Regions from separate parts of the Drosophila melanogaster genome. Here region 2 is linked to region 1. A link is a contact called in public HiChIP or PLAC-seq data. All regions are on one chromosome and are shown on one strand. The core of a region is the stretch at or near the end of the contact, and the rest is flanking DNA. Distances in the headings are between cores, read along the strand shown. Region 1 holds the start of CG31759. Region 2 holds the start of vir-1 (virus-induced RNA 1).

What was found. HiChIP or PLAC-seq counts read pairs in DNA pulled down with a chosen protein or histone mark.
Region 2: an H3K27ac HiChIP or PLAC-seq map of the Kc167 cell line shows a contact between it and region 1, with 9 times the contacts expected there. The contact joins the promoter of vir-1 here to the promoter of CG31759 in region 1. A contact is called at or near these places in 6 of 107 Hi-C or Micro-C datasets (the Kc167 cell line, brain, central nervous system and 2 more) and 1 of 6 datasets of contacts at active chromatin or transcription factors (the Kc167 cell line).

Annotation. Positions count from the first base shown.
Region 1 is chr2L:12,202,062-12,209,780 of dm6, reverse strand. CG31759 reads right to left here and starts at 2,072. Exons shown (of 2, transcript NM_165001.3): 1 at 1,820-2,072; 2 at 1-1,761. The coding sequence starts at 1,565. All of the region lies in intron 1 of bru1 (bruno 1), which reads right to left.
Region 2 is chr2L:12,420,218-12,427,763 of dm6, reverse strand. It overlaps vir-1 (virus-induced RNA 1), which reads left to right and starts at 4,325. Exons shown (of 6, transcript NM_165011.3): 1 at 4,325-4,441; 2 at 5,935-6,123. The coding sequence starts at 6,060. It overlaps Fam92, which reads right to left and starts at 2,860. Exons shown (of 5, transcript NM_135720.2): 1 at 2,687-2,860; 2 at 2,476-2,635; 3 at 2,281-2,421; 4 at 1,755-2,225; 5 at 1,324-1,703. The coding sequence starts at 2,826. The coding sequence ends at 1,428. CG5446 reads left to right here and starts at 55. Exons shown (of 2, transcript NM_001273485.1): 1 at 55-295; 2 at 377-1,133. The coding sequence starts at 197. The coding sequence ends at 538.

The sequences.
Region 1 (7,719 bases), core at 823-3,322:
CGATCGTTTTGGTAGAACACATAGTCCAAGCAACCCGCAAAGAGGGTGGTGTAGTGGGTATATTCCGGTGCCCCATAGGCTGATGCCATTTTGAAAGGCTGCGCGAGTTCCACATTCGAAACCGCCTGCTCGGCATTACTTTGCCAGTCCTCCAGTGTTTTTTCGGCGAGCTGCTCCGTCATCAGCTTGTAGATTCCACACTCGGGAACGCTATTGAAATCGCCACAAAATATTAGTCCAATGTTTTTGTGGCTACTTATGTTAAAGTCCTTTATAGCTTTGCTAATAGATTGCTCTACGAATAGCATGGAAAATCCCATTTGCAGCAGGCGAATGTGATCTGCATCCGGATGGAAATATAAATGCGTGTTGGCCACCAGAACGTAGTTATCGGTACCCTTTATTCTAAGCAAACAAGTTTGCAGAGTGGTGGACCGTTCACAGATTCGTTCTGCTAATTGTGCGTTAACTTTGATCTTATTCCAAAGGCTTTCAAATACGGGCAGTGCGGGAATATTGGACCCCAAATGCAGGATTTGAGAATCCAAGAGATCGAAGCGCGAGTTCCGAAAGAAAATTGCCACTCCCTCAGCGCATTTGCCTTTCGGGGCCATTATGCCGTGATAGTTATACGGCGGTTGTTCTAGAATTTCCTTTAAATCAAAATCAAATATTCGCTGATCGACTTCTTGTAGACAGAGAATATCGGAGTTATAACCGATGATCTCGTTGATGAACAGTGGCTTCCTATAGTCTATTTGCAGATACTTTGCCGGGCAATAGGAGAACAGAGTGCTACCGGCATAGTCACTACTGGCATATAAATCGGCCAACAAATTGTAAGACACCACACGAATTTCATTCGATTCGCTCAAAGAATTCGTGGTGTGCCTTTGGCGATCTTGGAATGGACAACGCCCGGGAGATTCCTGCACTGCAGAGTTGGTTATCTTCTCCACCACAGGACCCGTCATTCCCAGTGCATTACCCGGCGTCACCACGAACTTCAAATGGTAACCAATATCCTCAGGAGTCACTAGATATTGAAATCCTTCTCCGCACACCTCCCAATCGGTGTCTGTGGGCTTTTTGGCCTTGAACCAAACTGCTTTGCTGAACTGACGTTCTCCGAATTGTATCTGAACATTGGTGGGGTATATTACAAATCCTGCCAATATGCATGAGGGCAAAAATTTTAGGGATGAAATCCACGGTGGATTGAACACCAAATCGTAGACCGTATCTAATACCTGCAGTTTTACATTGCTGATATCTTGGGTGACGACTAGATCCTCAAATGTTAATTCATTGAATTTTTCACCATATTTGTCACTCAGAAGTTTAACATTGATTTCTGCCGGCGGTTTGATTTTTGATTTTTTGCAGGACTTTGCAAGCCTGCCAATAATATTACTCTGAATCCTGGCCAATATCGCATCAATGGGCTCATTCATCTGGCGACGGAAATTGAATTCCCGGTTTATTTTCAAATTCTCATTCACAAAGCGAAACACAATGTCCAATTCTTTGGTATCACTTGCATTTCTCAAATAAACCTTCTCCATTTTACCAGCCAAGGAAGTGCCACAAAATCTGGACAATAGCGAAACTCTAGTTGGAGTTTTATTTCCGAATAATTTATCAGAATTGCGAACTATGTTTTTAAACAAAAAAAACCCCATCAATGTTGCAAATGTTGGAGCGAAGATCGGCGTTGAAGAAGAGAACTTCTCTTAGTTGACTTGTTTTTCGCCGTTTTATCTGGGAAAATTTTGGGTTAGACAACTTTACTTGGTGCACCGATGTCGTAACAACTCACTTGTCCAGATTTAGTTGCAAAATTAATCACATTTAAGTTGTTTTACACCTATTTACAATCGGCAAACAGTCGTGTTGCACGAAAACACCGCAGAAATTAGGCGAAACTGCGCCGATTTCGATAAAAACGAAGAGAGATTTTTACTTTTTCGCTCTGCCACGCCGCGCGATCAGCTGTTGTTTTTGGCATTCACAACGAAACCAACCACATGCTCGGCATTGAGAAACAGCTGATCTTGAGAGAGCTTCTGCCATTAGCAACGTTGAAGCTTTGACGCAAAAGCTTTTAATAAAAGCTTTATTTAATTTCAAATCTTGAAAGCAAAAAGATTTCACTTAAATATTACTTTTTTTCATAAAATTATAAAGCTGATAAATATATGAAGAGTTGCTATGATCTGAAATTGAACATATCGAAGAATAGAAGATTTTTTCTATGAAATAGAAAAAAAATTTCTATATAGGAAACGTTTATTCCTTTTTTGTGGTCATTAGGAGGAACATTATTATTCGCAAAATATACACCCGAACAAAACTATAAAACCTCCTATTTCACTTCAGTTGAAAACTATTTTCACGGCAAACGTCGTAAACATTAAGCTAAGTGTTACGATCCAAATGAGACATCTTGCCCCAACGAAGGAAACTCAACTTTCGGCCAAGTTAAGAAAGGACAACTGAGACGACGGCCATAAAAATTCGAAACAGAAGCCAGATCATATGTGTAGAGCGTATTTGGCAAAGGGGTGGACCAAAGGTATGGAGCACACAAGTGCATAAAACGCCGAAACAAGCCAAGAGATGACTTGGCCAGGCCAAAAAGGAATTGGCTTGGCCCCGAAACAGAGTCAACAACTGTGCGCCACACAAGAGTTTGCCAAAAAGATTGCACTACGAAGGAGCAAATGAAAAAATAAAAATCAAAAACAAGAGAAAAATCGCATAGAACTCTATAAAGGACACAGAGGACCAAAAAGGACAACAACCTGACTGGCAGGGCAAACGAAACCAGTTGAAGAAATGTTGCTGACACCAAAAACGAAACTGCAGGAAGACGCCGATGATGAGGATGAGCCAGGGAATGAGGCTAAGCCCGAGGATGCAGAGAGCATCCTTGGGCCCGAGATGTGGAGCAGAGGCGGTAAGGACAACAACGAAATTAGTTAGCACTTGAGAGAAAGCAGCTTTGGCTCAGTTCCAGGACTCGTTGCTGGCTTACAACACCTGCGGGAAAAAGAAGAGGACTTTTAGCTGCTCCTTCTGTTCCCTACTCCTTTCCTATTGACCCGAACCAGAGATGGCCAAAAAGCTTCGATTAGACACAGTGGATGGAACAAGGACTAGAAACTAACTATAAGTCATTTAAGAGTTTTACATATTGAACATTTTTTAAGCAATATTATATACACTTTTCAAAAATTTACCAGCATTTATATTGAAATTAAGTATAGATGATTATATTCGATAGTATATTTCTGAGATATAAAGATTAAAATCCACCAAAAATCAGCAAAATAGTTAGCTCATCTTCGACAGAAGTGGTGAAAAGCAAGTTCTTGGAGGCAGGCGGCAGCAATTAAATAGCTTCGAGCACTCCGAACTCAATTGCAGCAATTTCAATAACCGTCGAGGACACTCAAAGGACGGCAAGGTCCTTGCGATAATCTGTCATGCAGCGTGGAAGCCCAAGCACCGTGTCGCACACACCCACTCACACACACACAGCACACAGGACGAGTTCACAGCACACCAACCCACTTTCCATTCACACTCAAGGACAACTAGAATATCCGCTTTTGGTCTGAACACTTGAAGAACTTTCTTGCACTCACCTATTTCACTTGCTGCGGGAATTTGCTATATTTCTTCTTATTTTCCTTTTTACACTTGTAGAATTTGTAGCCGAAAGCGGATAACTGGGCTATTTCATTTGTAGTCTTGTGGGGGTAAATACTTTGTATATTTTTTTGTAGATTTTCTTCTTAAGAATTATTGATAAAAGCATGGAAGAGTGACGCGGTACGGCCGAAAGGTTAACACATTGAGAATTTTGCCACCAATAAGCCGAAAAATTGATAAACTTTTATAAAATTATATGTACGTTACACAATCTGATTTGGAAACACTACAACTAAAAATCTATATTGAATCGATTTGACAAGCGTTAGCGCAGCCAACTGGGATGCAAAGCTCTCGCTGTTCATTTTTTATTTTTTATGAACTTTGCTAAAATAAAACTAAATTAAATTTAAAAAAAAGCAAATGAATTGGATACCATAATTGATTGCTATCACTGATTCATATCAGTCGTTCAGCTCACCAAGTCGAACGTTTGACATTAGCAATAAATGAATCAACAAATATAAAAGTTTTGCCAAGAAAGTAATTTGCTAAAATTGGCGAGTCGAGAAAGAAAGTCAAGAGGGTGAGTGGAAAAAAAACCGAAAGAAATTCAATGAGGCTGAAAATTTCCTGGCTCGATGCCAATTGAAGGCAAAGAAAGAAAACAAAACTCGAGTTTCTAATCAATTAAAAAATACAACGAGCGGCGGCAGGGGCAAATCAAGAGTAGAGGGTACGATTTTCGGCAATAAATAAATTACAACCAGCATGCAGTCAAAGCGATTAAATTGAAGGGGAGGCTTCCAGGACTATCTGATGCCGAAGAAAGTACAAAACTTCACTACGTCTGGTGCAATTTTAATTACGACTGCGATAGGAGCAGGTCGAAAGTAATGGCAAGGAGCAAAGACACCAGTCACGAGATACACAAACTCGTTGCGACTGCGAGAATACCCCGTATCTTATTGTGTTGTTTATAGAAAATGTAGGAAGCTACTTTTTGATGATTACATGGAGTCTTTCTTTCAAATTTGCATGAATATTTCGAAGAATATTTACATGAATTGTTTGAAATCATTGCTATATGGTTGTAGATTTAAAATTTCCAAAATAAATACTACTATAAACGTTAACAAATTTTATAAAGATTATGTTACTTATATATTATTATATTATATATTTTCTCCTCATATTTCAATTTCCAAAACCCTAATATGATAATATCCCTAATATCCTAATATATCCCTAACTTAAAACTTCTTTATAGTACCATTTACAAATGAATTAAATTTTAAATCGATTTCAAAAAGGCTTTTCTTGAAATGTCCTTTTGTCATTAATCAAAAAAAAATCTCTCAGTTGCAAATTTCTTTATCGTAAATGCAACATGATATTAAAAAAAATTAAAAATTAAAAAAAAAAATTGGTAACCCATATTTGATCCAAATTACTCCATGTGTAATATATCCTTAGCGCAACTTTTACAGGGTATAGCAGGGCGAAAGGCGCCGAGTCGACTAATCCTTTGGCAAAGTCTTTGACAGTTGTCTTAGATTGCACAACAACAAAGAGGAGAAACACAATAACATCTTCATTATTATCATTATCATTGTTTCCAGCACTGTGGGATGAAAAAGTACAATAAACGAATAAGTACAATAAATAAGCAAACGAAGAAACAACAAACATTATCGCACATCATTATCGTTGTCATTCAGAGAGCGTCGTTCCAGCTTAAAAAAGCCAGCCCAACAAATATATGTATATATATATATACCTATATATATTTGCTTTATTTTGGTGTTTAGTTAGTTTTTATGAGCGTCATTATTTTCGCTTGCCATGGCGCTAAGCATCTTAAGTGGCTCCTGCTCCCGCATTTCCCTCCTATTTTTTAGTGGAGCACTTTCCTCGTGTATTTGTTTTCATAGGCGCAAAATGTCTTCGTCAACTTTTGACGATTTTATAATTTAACTTTTGCCGGGAGAGCTCCTCCTTTTCTCCATTCCTCCATTTCCGCCCGCCGGTTTTTCCTCTTCCTAGTTTCGAAAACAACTTAATAATAAGTGAGTGCTGAGTGCTGGTTGGAGGAAAGTTGACTTGGTTAGAGAAAGACGCCTGCAATTAAGGTGGCACCACCAAGGCTGTGTATTTTTGTTGGGTCTTTTGGGCTAGGCAATTATTACAGGGGATCCAGTGCATTTAGAAAGTTTTCTGTGCGGAAATAATTGTCAAGGATAACCATGGTAATTGTAGGGAAAAACTGATAAACTGAAAAGCAAAGCTCGTTGCTCATTGTTGTCTTTTGCACACAGAATTCTGAGCAAAATGTTACTAAAATAGGGGCATTGCAAATGCAAGAAGCCCATACGAACGTATTTTCTGAAGACAAATTAACAAATACATTATCATTAAACATTAAGTACTCATATTTGCTGGTCAATTATGCATTAAGATACTCAAAATTCCATGATATTTAGGCACATTAAATAAACAACATACTAAAGATTATAAATATATTTTTTAAATTATATGTATTCATTGTCACAATTAGGCCACAAAGCCCTAACAGGAACGTTTTTTTAAGATCTAGCGAATTGTATTCTATTTTAAAAACTTTATTCTAGTAATATAACCCAATGACATTTAAAAGCTTCTTAATATAGAAAATAAAATAAATTGGGTTGGAGAACAAATAACTTATTCCTTTGAATAGCATTCAAGACATCTGCAAGTGAAGTCTACTACGTTAATGCCATCTCCATTTAATACCTGAGCTTACTCACCTGTTAACTTAGCCCAAAAGGGTTGTTACCAAACTAATTTCAGGTCCTAAAAGTTTACTCTAAGTTAGCTAATTTGATTAAGGTAAATGGACTGGCCAGCTGTAAAGGCATAATGTTTAAGATACAGCCATTTAAATACAGCCATTTGCATACATCACTCGCAGGCATCGTCATCAATATAAATTTGTTTTGTCAGAGCTGCTTTATTTTGTAAATATCGAACAAATGGCTTGGAACATAAGTGAAGCATATGTTGAAAGCTGGAGGAATCGTATACGAAAAGCGTAAACAAGCTGCTTTTCATGTTTGACATGCGTTAGGAAAAAAAAATGAAAGAACTAGGAATCCACATTTTCAACATATTACACACAGTCAAGCAAGTAAAAACAATAAAAAAAATACATACAAAACAATCACAATTCACACAAAGAAAAAACAATGTTAAGAACACTAAAGGACCCATTGCAAAAAGGTTGCTAGCGAGCGAATAAAAAAGAATCTTTAAGCTTCTTTTTTATCTGCCCCCACAAACATTGAACTTTATGTGCGAAGCACTGCAGCACCACGCCCCCTTTTCGTTACCATTATAATGAAACATCTATAAATTGTCAGCCACTTTCATCGATTCTCGGCTCCTCAGCTACTCGCTTCTGTTCGGCGATGTCCTCTGGAGGACCATAAATAATATTATTATGGCTCCAGGAGGCAACTTGTATTTGTCAAAGCAAACAGAACTGCTGGAGCTGGAGCAGGAAGAATCCTTTCCGATAGCTCCATTTGGACGCATGCCTTCCCTTGTTAACGGCATTATTATTGGCAGCCATTATTCATGCAACAAGTGATGCTCAGTGGCAGAGCGGCAACTTCCGTCTAATTACGGCTAATTGAATGGCTCTAAGTTCCGGGATTTGTCAATTGATTTGTAGTGGGATTTCCGTATATAAAATGCCAGAGTACCAGTGTATTCAAATATCGAAATTGCGAGTACAATTATTTATATTGTTTCAACCAGATGATAATCCTGATTGCAAAAAATTAACGCCACAAATAAACCAAACAAATCTATAAATTCGCATGTGAACTTTATTATTTATTTATATATTTGCGGAACAAAAAAAAACATGTATCGATGAATTGAATAAAAACTTGTGAAATTAATCTGTCACTCGAGGAAAGCTGATATGCACATAACAACGTTTTAATCAATTATAATGCCATAAAAAAGTAAACACAAGGATAAGGAAACCTTTATTGGCACATCGACAGCAAATAA
Region 2 (7,546 bases), core at 3,076-5,575, 220 kb before region 1:
GGAAAATAAAACTTGAAGCTAGCTACTTTGCCACCACCAGGATTATCGAAAGGACTATCGAACCAAAGTCCGCCCCTATGCTTGATAAAGAAATTAATTTGCAGAAGTGAAACAGCCGCAGCCGCAAACAGAAGCAAAAGAGCTAGAAGTGATAGCATTTTTGTACTTTTATACAGTGCCACAAAGAAGCCACAGAATGACCGATCTGCGCAACGAGATGGACAGCGATCTGGACCAGAACTACTCCCTGAACAGCAATGCGGACCCCAAAAACATGCAGGAGCTGACCATATACGTGAGTAATGCCCGAACCGGGAACCACCCAGTAAATAGAGACACCAAATGAGCACCCAGTAAACCTGCCTCCTGTTATCAGGTACAAAATCTGTTGCAGAACGTTCAGGACAAGTTCCAGACGATGTCGGACCAGATAATAACGCGCATCGATGACATGGGCAACCGCATCGACGATCTGGAGAAGAGCATTGCGGATCTGATGAACCAGGCCGGGATCGAGGGTCAGGGACCGGAGAAATGAGATCCGTAGCGCTGGCACGGCCACGCCCATTCGGAAAGTGCATCCCAATACCATTAGATACATACATCGAACACCTGGCACCCAGTCACCCGTATCAAGTTTACAATTCCAGGTTCTCACATTCATTTAATCTCCTCCGCACCCAGCTGCTCCCCAAGAAATGAAGAAAAGAACACATTTGCTCATCCATTTATTGCTTAGTTTTAAGTTTCGCCCGGTCGGGGCACATCATAATTTAAGTAAAGTAATTCTTTTGTGAGCAATGGCCAATAATTTTGAATTATTGCCGTTTAGTTTCTATTTATAAATTAAAAATTCAAGAATTGTAAATTCCCTGCTATTTGGGTGTTCAGGACTTCGATTTAACAACGGTTACCAGGCGACCAGTTCCCGATTTGTGTTTCCTCACCTGAAAGTTTATTGCGAAAAGGGGAAGAGAAGCGCGTCATTTCCGCTTGATTAGTTATGATATGCATATATTTAGTATTGTTTATCTGGGACAAATAATGCAAATCGTGACCCGTGTCCATTAATAAAAAGTGTATGGAAATCAGCGCTGAATGGCAAGGAGTGCTATATAACAATCCCTACTTTTAAAAGGAAAATCAACATTGATTTGTGGACCAGAATGATTTTCGAATATTAATTGCAATTTGTGTTGCTTCTACATATCATGTTTTTTAAGGCAATGAGATAGAGAGTGGTAATACATTCTGATTAAATTATGAAAGGAAGCTCTGAGACTGCGGGGTTACAAAAACCAATTAAGATAAACCCTTAGAAGTATGTTCCTAATTCAATTTTATTTAAGCTCTTGCTACGATTCCAGAATGTGCCTGCAATACTGATGTGAGCTCTAGGAACTCTACTACTGGTCATAATTTGAGTGCTAGTGCTGGGGCACGTGGAACTGCTTCTGCAGCCTTACATGGGTGGAGGCCACCGCCTTGAATGGATGTTTGACCGTTTGTCTGCTGGGCTTCGAAGGAGCAGAAGTGGCACTGGCACTGGTCGATGGCGTGGCTATATCCTTGCTGGCAGATCGGATCTTGGCCCCAAAAACATTCTCCCGCGGAGGAACCTGGTTGCCCGGCTGCGTGGGTTCCCTCTCGTCATCCGTTGCCGTTCCAGATTCCTCGTCCTCTTCGCCACTTTGCTCGGTTTCCTTGGGAGGAATGGAGTTATTCTATCATTCCATAATCATGCCAAATCATACCTCATCTTCATCATCTTCCTCTTCATCCTGCTCGTCGGTTTCATCTTCGGGTTCTGTTTTACTTCCATGATTGATTCCGGCTCCCGTCAGATTCCTATTGCTCCTGGACAACTTCGGGCGCCTCTTGAGCGGACTGACCAGGTGCTCGTGCTCCAAGCTATCCATCGACTGGGAGCGCAGTCCCTTTTTGAGTGCAGTTTTCCTGGAAGCCAGCTCTTCTTTGGTCTTCATGAGTTTCTGAAACTCAATGAAATCGTCGCGCTCATCAATGGTTCCAATATCATAGTAGCTTGCGCTGAGTATCTCCAATGCCTTGGTGTGCTGTTTCATGGCGATCAGTATAAAATCGCTGATTATCTGCTTTAAGTCGCGCAACTTCCGCTGCTCGAAGTTGCCAATAATGTCGTCTATCTCCTTGTTTGTGCGCTGCACCTCCATTTTGGCCTTAAACAGCTCCGAATCGGCGGCACTCTACGGTAAGTTTTGGGAATTATATAAGAAGTAAATTGTTCGTTTTAATACCCACATTGTTCGCAGAAAACTTTGACTTGAGCTCAAGCATCTGGCGCTGACGTAGTACCTCCTTATCCCGCGCTATGACAGCCAGTCGAAGATTGTCCCTTGTGGACTTGCAAAGCTGCTCGAATTGCGCCAACTCGTTGACAATCTACATAAGTCAATAATATGATATAAGATGCAGATTTAAAAAAGGATAATTCACCTTGTGTTCCAATCGGTGTACATTGATGTCCATGTAATCACCCATTATGGTAACCGCGTTGGTGAAGCTCTTCAGTCCCTGACAGAGACTCTCGTTGATTTCCTCGTCGTCGGCGTAGCTCTTCACACTCTTGGCCAACTCATCAAAGGAGTCCCGATATCTGCAAGGTCTTATGATTATTCATTCAGATTTATTTATTTACCAAACTCACTTGGCCATTTTCCGCGTTACCAAAGCAAACGAAGAGCACATCTCCATTAGATGCCTTTCTGTTATGTTTATGCGCTCGTTTATTATTTTAACACGGTCATCTTTGGTGTTTAGAAAGGATAGTTTTCCACGACGAAACATTATTATTTTATTTTAGTCCCTTATATTTGTTTTCCTTCTTTATTTATTTTATTTCGACAATAAAATCAAGTGAAAACCGTTACCAAGGCAACGTCTAAATTCATCTGGCAACTCTCGTTCGAACAGCCAGCATATTTCCAGCTCTGTAAAATTAACAGAAATGTTAAGAACCTACTGCTGCCAGGTGGCGCTAGTATCAGCGTCTTCTGCAAGTACATAGATGGCGCAAGAATAAAGTTTATCAAGGAAATTTAAAACATTCTAAAAATATTCAATCCTAAAATAAATATCTGAATATGGGTACTTCATTTTTTTCCAACAGTGTCAAGGTCAAGAGCACGTTTCGTTATAATCTGTGAGTGTTTCTGTCTGTCATCCGGTGTCTAAATTTAAATTCGAAAGATTTATGACTAATTAAGAGACTGCAAATGATAAAGAAAAATATATATAATTAGTATATATAAAAAAATAGAAAATATACTACGATATTTACCTGAAGATCATAGCATTGTAAATAGTTTATTTAAAAACAAGTCAATCTGATATTTTAAAATATCGTTGGTCCTAAAAGCCAAGCTTTACTCACTTAAATATATGTAGGACTAAGCTGACTCAAATTCTTCTCACTTCGAAGCCTTGACAACCAAATCTTGTTTTTTGGGGAATTTATTGACTCGACCGCAAGAATGTTGTGTCAACGATTAACCGAAAATGGTAATTTATTTTAAATGCTCCTCTGCCACTTAAAGGCATAGTGCAATCAAACCTGTATTTAGTAAAACGAAAATAGCAGTTCGAATAAAACCAACGAAAGTGTAGTTAAAACAGAATCCGGTTCGTGGGACCACGACAAGAATTACAAGTTGTAGAGCATGAAGAGCAGCCTGCAGGAGATTTTAACAGCTGTAGCTGCGCCGATCGCGATTTCAATCTGGTCGAAAACCATAAAGCAACACGGCTCCCAAGAGGCAAGTTCAGGTAAAAGGGGGCAGGTGGACTTCATTGTCAATCCAAGAACGTAGCTTGGCGCGCGTTCCTTGTCGCTAACTATATCCCCGCCTCTTTCTCGGCGCTGTCGGCCATCCGCTTTGAATTTCTGATTTTTATACATACACCTCGAACTCCAACGGTTTTGGTCAAGGGACTGCACTGGAGGACATTCGCGTTCCGCTGGCGACATTCATTTTTGCTCCCACTGACGTGTCAATGAATATTCTTTTTGTAAAATTTCTGCTACTTTTTGGGTAAACAGGATGGGGCATCTTTGGTAGTGGATCTGTTGTAAAAATATAAAATTGAAAGTTCTTTAGTTATTTTTCTTTTTTTTTTTTAATTAAAACATTGTTGAATGCACATTTGGAGCACTCGGAAGACCCTTCTTCGCTCTCGTATTCTTCTCTGCGCATTCCTCCCTTTCCCGGTCTCTCTTCTCAATTCTTTGTTTTTTTTTGAGTGCCAACGACGTGAGCTGGTATAAATGAAGCCAAAATCGTACGCAACCGTTTAGTCCGAAACGTTTCATTAAAGCCAACGCACGTTGAAGATCGCGCGTTCTTCTCCGATCTTTCGAAATCGAGTGATTCAAGCGATCCACAGAAATAACTGTATGACACCGGTAACAATAATAAAATTTATGCAAATTCGCGGTTGTCGGCATGTGTATGTGAATGAAATTGTGTGCGTGAACAATTTCCGCTTCGGCGCTGACAAAAATGTTTACAAACAAACAATTTGCAGCTTGTTTAGGCTGTCTGGGCAATAATTTGGATGCCTAATTTACTTCACGCAGCTGTTTGCGAAATATTTACTTGTGCTCACTTTTATGCTGAGCCCAACATAAACAATAGCTTTCTAAAACTATCAGACATTAAAAATGCTATTTAAAGTTTATAGTTGCTAATTTTGAAGACCTTGAAAAATTTACTGTCGGGCAAGATATTTAAATAATTTTCTGATGTGCAAAAATTCCAGTTCATTTTGAGATTATAATACATTCTAGATTTAAATCAGTGTATAATTATACAAATTCTTTACGGCTTTTTATATTTATCAGAACTGTAATTGGGTGTTATATCGTAAGTTCTCTCGGGTCAAAAAGATCATTCATAATCGGATTAACTAAAGATTTCCAATAAATTGCCGATCTTTGGCATATTCGTTAGTAAAATCGTGATTAAACCCGGCTCAATCAAGGCGTGACTACTTTATCGATGGAATTAAAAAGAAGCACTCTATCATAACCATTTAATTACTGAGAATAGTCTTTAGCTCCGTTTTCATTTCCTTGGAAGAAAATTCTCAATAGCTGCCCATTAGGGAAATAAGCAAATGATGCTTTTGTTTACAGAAACAACAACCTTGAACTAAACACCAAGCGCATTTAACAGGTGATTCGAGCAGCCGTTGAATAGACATAGTTCCATACAATGCAATCGAAGTGGAATTGAAATACGAATGGGGCGACTGAAACATTCAGCAACTGTGACAGGGACACATTTAAAGTCTGAAATACAAATATAGTGGAATAGAGAAGCCCGCGTGCAGCTAACGAAGCATAGACAAAAACTGATTAAGTAAATTGAAAACACAACTAAATTTACAAAAGGTTCAATGAGCAACGGCGACTTTCAAACACCCTTTTAATCGAAATTTTAAAATATTAGTAGCAAATGCCCTTTTAGAACTGCTTTTATATATATATAATTATAAAGATAAAGTTATATTATATTATATTTTTTATAGTAGTAGATACAATAGTTAATGAACCAGTAAGCTATAACGGAAACAAAAAGGTGTAACGAAAATAAAAGTTAACTTAAATGTGCCTAAGAACATTACTAATACGCTGCATTCTGTACACAGTGGAGTCCCCAAATATTGTACCCAGTTGACGGGCACAGTGTAGCGCTCTTCCCACAACACTTGCCGCCTGCCATTTGGAATATTTATAAGCCCAGCGGCTAATTGAGTGAGAGGGAGAGCAAGAGAGCGGTCAGCTAGTCACTCACTCGGTTTCTCACTCGCTCACTCACTCAGCCGGCCGCCGTTTATTTGCCGCTTCCTCAAATCATTTAAGCGCATTTGACGATTGTTTGTCTTTCCGCACAGAACAAAACTGAACAGAATCGAATCCGGTTGCCGGTCCACATCAACGCATCAAAGCTTTCAGCCCTAAATAAACTATACAAATTAAACAAATTATAAGCTTGTGAAAAAAAAAAAACCAAACAAAAATGAAGCTCTTGTTCGGTTTGCTGATGACCGTGCTAGCCCTTAGCGGCGTTTTCACATTGCCAGGTAAGTGAAAGGCTTAAAAGCAATCCAATCATGATGCACTTCATAAATTAACATTTAAATGATTAATACTTGAAAACTAAATGTTAACTTGCCCTAAGTAATACGTATAACGGAACTAACTAATATGCAATTTGTACACATATGCAACATACATATTTGTTTTCCTTCTCTTTACTTTCTCATTTTTATGTGCACATAATTAGTTATTAAAAAACACAGTCAACCTTTTGACTTTAAAAACAAAGAAAATTGATAAGCACCGGGAATTCTGATTTGCACTCTTCTACGTAGTACGTTCCTCTTATACCTTCTTGATCTGGAATATTCTGGTAGAATCTTAAAGATTACCTCGATGTAATTGTGACTTGGAGCAATATAAATAAATTATTATGCATATAATACGTAATTATTAGTAAATACAATCTGTTGGATATGAAAAAATGTTTTAATTCCACTCTGCAGCAGATTAAAGTTTAAAGTCGCTGCCTTTGCCGGATAATGATGTCAGCATGCTGATAACAAAGCGTGGCACTTGACAATCAGCCAAATGCATCTTACAGATACAACACAAGTAACTACAAATGGCAAAATATCAGGAATGCTCGGCGCAGCATCGCAGATCCAGCGTCCTTTATTGTCATCATCAGCGTTTGCTGTTCGCTGCCTTTGGCTGCCACTTGAATGCATAAATTGCTGAAGAAGCTGCCAGCGAATCGCAGATACCCCCACAGATGGGCGGAATGGTGGGAGTGGGCGTGGCAGCGGGTTGGCAGCTGCCACAGCCACTTGAAGTTGTCAAATTCGTTGCTGTCCAAATCATTTGCCAGGAATATACAAATTTTATGCAACACTCGTGAATCACAATTTTTCGGCAAATCTTGCTTGAGAATCATCTTAGCAATGAGTGCTTGAAATTGCAATGAAATATTTCGTAAATTGATGAGACAATGTTTTTTATTACATATTTCAAAATACACATAGTAGCTACTCTAACTACTGTGCATATAAGTCAGATTAGTACTGTTTAAACATTTGTTTTCTCTATTTAATTATTAATGATTTGCGATCTGAACATGCTGAGAATAGAATCATATCCAATTAAAATAATTTACGTAACCAATTAAATCACGATAATTGTGGATATACTGGATTTATCTGCAGGCTAATCTATTCTGGATTATATATTTCAAATTTAAATTAATATTGTTACATTCTTCAACAAACTCGGAATCGGTTGAATGAACTGTCATATTATACACTCAAGTCATCCCAATTTCTCTGGCTGATTGCAAGTGAAATTCTTGAGCACTTTTCTTCGCTTGTTTTGTTTTCTTATTTTTCTTAATTTGGTTTTTTATGAGATCGCTTCATGTCAGTGTCCCATGGCCAAAAGAATTGGGTTAATTGTGGCCATAATTCGCTT